Regions from separate parts of the Pan troglodytes genome. Here region 2 is linked to region 1. A link is a contact called in public capture Hi-C data. All regions are on one chromosome and are shown on one strand. The core of a region is the stretch at or near the end of the contact, and the rest is flanking DNA. Distances in the headings are between cores, read along the strand shown. Region 1 overlaps MAML3 (mastermind like transcriptional coactivator 3). Region 2 has its middle 90 kb from the start of SCOC.

Region 1 (2,671 bases), core at 78-2,577:
TGGCAGTCCAGTGCTAAATGTGAGAATGCCACCAGCCACAGGAAGGTCAGCCTTTCAAGGCCATTTTTTGCAGGGATAAAAGCAACAAAAATACCATTTGTCCTTATCAGTGCTTTGAACATAGTTACCATAAGTCCCTCCAATGGAAACACAACTTTGAGAGTTATGCTTTTCGTCTGCCTTTGATGTAAGTTATAGAGTCCTTTTGATCCCTTTCTTGTGATTAATTCCACCACCAAAGCAATTCTACACTGGTTAAAAGTTCATTAGTGTACAACAATAGAAGCTTGATTAAATAAATTATGGTACATCCATACCATGAATACTAGGCAGCCAATAAAAATCATGCCTCCTTAGACTATCTAATCACATAGGAAAAAGCTTACCATATATAGTTAAGAAAGGCAGAGGAGGAAAGCAGTTTCTTTTTTTTTTTTTTTTCCTTTATGTCCTCAGGTGTTAAAACTAAAAAAAAAAAAAAAAGCAGTTTCTATAAACACTAGCCGCTGGATAGTCTTGTTAGACAAGAATTATAAGGGATTTTTATTTTTATGCTTTTTCAAATTTTATATGATGAATATATATTACTTTTAGTATTATTTTTAAAAGCTTGTTAAGAATAAGGCTAAACTATTATGGAATGAAATGTAGAGTTTAAGAGGGGCCCAGGTTATGTCTGGGACCTGGACTATTTCTCCCTGAGCCCACCTTACGCTCTAGAGGGTGTAACAGACATGCTTAAGTGGCAGGTCCCCTTTTAAAACCTGTACATGGCTTCCACAACTGGGCTTGGATACAGGTTCAGCAACTAGGTCGGCTTTACATTGCTGCCACAAAGAGCTCCTAAGTCCCAGAGGAAGGGTACTGACCATCTTCCAAGAATTCTTTGGTCTACCTGGACAAGCCTGCTCTCTGTGGCACCACCCAGCTCTCTGTGGCTTTTCTCTGTCTTAGGCTTGAAGCCACAGTGCATGGCCAGAACCAGCCAGACCTTTGGAGTTCAAGAACTCGAGAGGTGGGTGAAAACTGCCATTGCCTCCACAGACTGTCTTCTCTGTGGAAAGAAGACCTGAGTCACCAGGGCTGGGAAACCTGCACCACTGAGACGAGCACAGCCTCTGCCGGCATGCAAGTGGCCGCTGTCAGGACACACGGACTGAAAGTGGTTTGTCAGCTGCTCCATTAGGTTTTTTTTTACCCATATGTTTGCTACCTTTCTTTCCTTGATTTAAAAATAGGGAGGGGGAGCAGTCTCAGCTGTCTTCAGCTGCTAGGGAGATTTTTTTTCCCCTCCTGAGCTACTGTTTCCCCCAACCCGAGCCTTTCTCTCTTATTGTACCCACCCTTTCTGATGAAGTCATCAAAGCAAAGATTGCATAACTGATGCATAGGCCTATCTTGTGTTATACTGGGAGACAGGCCAATGTTTCCGTTAATAGACAAGAGCACCACCACGCTGCCAAATGGAGCTCTCTGCTGCAACCACTACAAGACAGGAAGAAGGGAAGGGAAGCTGAGTGCTCAGGGCATGCTGTGGAGGGAAGGCGAGGGCACTTCCCGCCGTCATCTCCAGAACCGCCACAGCCTTGGGAGGGGGGCTGAGAGAGATCAGTGCTGACTGCCTGAGAAGAGGCCTTCCACAGGCTGCCTTTCTGGTGTCCCCATGTTCTTCCTTCCTTCCTTCCAGAGGCCGTGAGAGGGAGGGCCCATGTCAGCCTGCTCTGCCGGTTTCCCGACTGCTGAACCTGTCTGTGGGAAGCTGGGTTTGACCATGTGATGCTGAGGCTCTGAGAGGAGGGCTACCATTTTCCCCACCCTCGGCCCCCATTCCTATGAGTAGAAGCCTGCCCAGCTGCGGTGGTGGGGTTTGAGGAGGCTAGGACTTAGAGCAGGGAAAAACACAAGGAAGCAGAAAGAAAAACAGAAACACTTAGAAATCTGGGATTGGTACTTCTCCTTATGTAAAGATTGTGGCTGACGACCAGCTTCTTAGAGGAAGCAAGTCTAGGAGAAGGGCTCATACCTGGTCCGTGAGGGCCTATGGGGTATCAGGGCATAAGACCACCTGACCCTGGGCCTTGCATCCACAAGAACCTTGAGTTTAGATTTTTAGACATATTCTTTGAACAAGGTTTTACATATACAGTCACTGAGAAATCCTGAGAGGATTGAAAAATAGCATCTATTTTACAGCTTTAAATTGTGCCCTGAGCTCAGCGTGGTGGCTCATGCCTGTAATCCCAGCACTTTGGGAGGCTGAGGTGGGAGGATTGCTTGAGTTCAGTTCAGGACCAGCCTGGGCAACAGCAAGACCTCATCTCTACTAAAAATAAAAAAATCAGCTGGGCATGGTGGTGTGCACCTGTAGTCCCAATTACTCAGGAGGCTGAGGTGGGAGGATCGCTTGAGCCTGGGAGGTTGAGGCTGCAGTGAGCTGTGATTGTGCCACTGCACTCCAGCTTGGGTGACAGAGTGAGACCCTGTCTCAAAAAAAATTCTGCTCTGTTATTAGATCGGGCTGCTCTAAGTCCATTATCAATTAACATTCTTTATATGTCCTGTGTTTATCTTGTGCATGGTATAATTGCCCTATGCTGTATTTTTTAAAATAAAAACATTGCATTTAAAAAAAGCCCTATTGTCATTTCTTCATTTTGTAAATATACCTGAG
Region 2 (2,671 bases), core at 81-2,580, 520 kb after region 1:
GTTTTGTGAGTCAGGAATTCAGGGATAGCTTAGCTGCATGATTTTGGCCCAGAGTCTCTTTACCAGGCCAAGCTGTTGGCCAGGGCTGCTGTCATCTGAAGGTGTGATTAACATTAGAGGATCCTCTTCCTAGAAGGCTCACTCACATGGCTGGTGAGTTGCTGCTGGCTGATGGTGGAGGCCTCAGTTCCTTGAAACATGGACCACTCCAAGCAACTGCTTGAGTGTTCTCATGACATGGTGCCTGACTTTCCCCAGAATGAATGACGCAAGAGACAGCAAGGTGGAAGCCACAATGCCTTTCACGGGCTTGAAAGTCACACTGTCATTTTGCAATATTCACTTGGTCACACAGGTTAGCCCTGCTTCATAGGGGAGGGGAATATACAAGAACATAAATACCAGGAGGCAAGGGTCACTGGAGGTCATCTGGGAGGCTAGCAACCACAGCTGCCTATTGGTCCTGCCACTGCCTCTGGGAATCAGTCTGCCCAATGCCTGAACAGCTATATAAATCCGATGCTTACGGAAATTCTCCAGTATCCTTTTAGAGAAGGGTCCACAGCTCCTGACCTACTTGCCTCAGGTGGGTGCTGGCTCAGTCCCTTGCCCTAGCCACCACACCTCTGGCTGGGCGGCAGTGTGCATGTGGGGACGGCTAGAAAGGAGGCCCTGATGAGCCAGACACACAATCATGGCTTAGAATGCGACTTTAAAGCCAGGCCCACCCCCAGAGACTCTTCGGGCTCTAAAATGGCCAACTAAACCTAAGTAAGTGTCTGAGTTACACCTGTGAGGCTCTGGGGAGAATGCGGCCTCACTGGATTTCTGCTCTTTTCCTGGAGGGAAATAACCTTGCTGACTCAGATGGGAGTAAGAAGCTGTTAGCAGTTGCTGGGTTCACCTTCGATGGAAATCTGGAAATTCCAATGAACCACCATCATTTTCTGCAAGATAATCTAACCTAATCTCAACTGTAAAATTTAAATTTTCAAATGTACTGAAGAGATAGTACATGCCAGGCATTTATACACAGTATTTCCCTTAATCATCACAAAAAACCTGTGTAGTAGGTATCAGGCCCACCATTTTATAGAGGAGTGAACTGAAGCCCCAGAGGTTAAATTCCCAGCTAGCAAATGGGGGAGCCAGGGTCTGCCTCCCAAGCCTGGGTGATAGGGCTCTGTCAGAACTCTCCAAAAGAGAAGGGGCATAAATCACAGGTCTATCCAGGGAGCGGAGGGAGAGGGGGAGTGCCCCACACAGTCACAGCAGCAGGGCAGGAGGAGGATGGGGGCTGGGGGCAGCGGAGGACAGATGGGAGCTCCTGTTAGGAGCCACGTTTCCTCGGCTGGGAACCCCTACTCCTGAGTCTCTGCAACAGCGATGCCAGGTCTGTCTCAAGGGCGGCAAACTGTGTCTCTCCCTCCTCCTGCAAGGAGAGTCGGGTTGTTCATAATGATAGGTACTCTATGCCAGGCTTCCTGCTAAGTTAAGAACCACTTTTTAAAAATCCTCACAACATTCCTAGGAAGTAAGTATTATTCCCCGCATTTGATAGCTGGGGAGGTGCGGAGTTGGGGACTTTAGGAACATCCTCAAGGTCACAGAGCTCCAAGGTGTCCATGCTCACGTTTCAATCCAGGCTTCTGACTTTAGGGCCAGCAGAACTCTTTAACATCATGTTCCACCAGGCAGAGGTTGGGGGGTCAGGCGACCACATGGGCCGTTCATCTTTGCAGGAACTGACAGCGTTAGTCCCGACACAGAGGGCATGGGCCCCGCGGCTCCACCGGGAAGGGGGCTCGCCCGCCGGCCCGGGCACCCCCTGGTGGGGCCTCCCGCTCTCGGGCTCGGGCAGAACCCGCTGCTCAGGGGCCCGCGGTCAGGTCAAGGAATCCTCCTGTGGGCCTCGGCATTCCTCGAGGGGAGGGCGACTCCCGTCGGGCGGGCCTGCGCTCGGGGTGGGTCCGGGCTCCGCGGCCGGGATGGGCGAGCTAGGGAGGGAGGCGCCCAGGCTCGGGCAGGCGTCAGGCGCCGCGGCGCGTGGGGCTGTGCACGCGGTCACCATTTTCCTCCTGCTGGTCTGTGTGTCCCTCCGGCGGGAGCCAAGGCCGGCTAGGCCGCAGCAGCCCCGCGCCCAGGGAGAGAGGAGGAGGGGAAGAGGCCGAGGGCGCCCTGCTCCTGGGTCGCCGAAGCCCCGGAGGCTTTGTGTATTCGGAACCGGATTCACCACCTCCCCCGCCACCCCCGCCTCCCATTCCCGCTTTCTTTTTCCCTGACCGAAGTCCCAGTAGAGTATCCAGCAATTAGCACGCGAGGAGGGGGTGGAAGGCGGCGGCGGCGGCGGCAGGGGTGGGGGCGGCGAGACCCCCGCTCTGGGCTCGGCCCCGCGCTCCGCCTGCTCTGCCTTCGTGCGCCACCTACCGGCTGCTCGGGGCTGCTGCGGCGGCCGCCAGAGCTGTTCCTAGGCGGATCTTGATCTCCGTGGACAATAGACAATGGGATATTTTTTTTGGAACAATGATTTATTTTTGGGGGTGGGGATAAGGCGGAAGGAGGGAGGGAGGGAGGAAGCAGTAGTGTGTTTGTCATCGCTTTAGAAAAAAAATCTCTGTTCTATCATTGTTTCTGCATATCCATTATATTGAGGACAAAAGAATCCCATTCT

The links. Capture Hi-C pulls out chosen DNA fragments and counts their contacts.
Region 2: a contact with region 1 is called in a capture Hi-C map of stem cell-derived neural stem cells, with 5 times the contacts expected there. The contact joins two enhancer-like sites. A contact is called at or near these places in 3 of 7 Hi-C or Micro-C datasets (blood, induced pluripotent stem cells and stem cell-derived neural progenitor cells), 1 of 1 datasets of contacts at active chromatin or transcription factors (stem cell-derived excitatory neurons) and 1 of 1 other capture datasets (stem cell-derived neural stem cells).

Annotation. Positions count from the first base shown.
Region 1 is chr3:141,197,819-141,200,489 of NHGRI_mPanTro3-v2.0_pri, forward strand. All of the region lies in intron 2 of MAML3 (mastermind like transcriptional coactivator 3), which reads right to left. It overlaps LOC134809809 (a long non-coding RNA gene), which reads left to right. Exons shown (of 2, transcript XR_010156348.1): 2 at 955-2,671. Among named protein-coding and RNA genes, the nearest start is that of MGST2, 78 kb to the left of the region's middle. Within about 2 kb of position 1,328, at least 14 of the 24 cell types and tissues checked have an H3K27ac peak or open chromatin away from gene starts, as enhancers often do. A contact at or near this core is called in stem cell-derived neural stem cells, where this site is marked.
Region 2 is chr3:141,712,856-141,715,526 of NHGRI_mPanTro3-v2.0_pri, forward strand. No RefSeq gene overlaps it. Among named protein-coding and RNA genes, the nearest start is that of SCOC, 90 kb to the right of the region's middle. Within about 2 kb of position 1,331, at least 13 of the 24 cell types and tissues checked have an H3K27ac peak or open chromatin away from gene starts, as enhancers often do. A contact at or near this core is called in stem cell-derived neural stem cells, where this site is marked.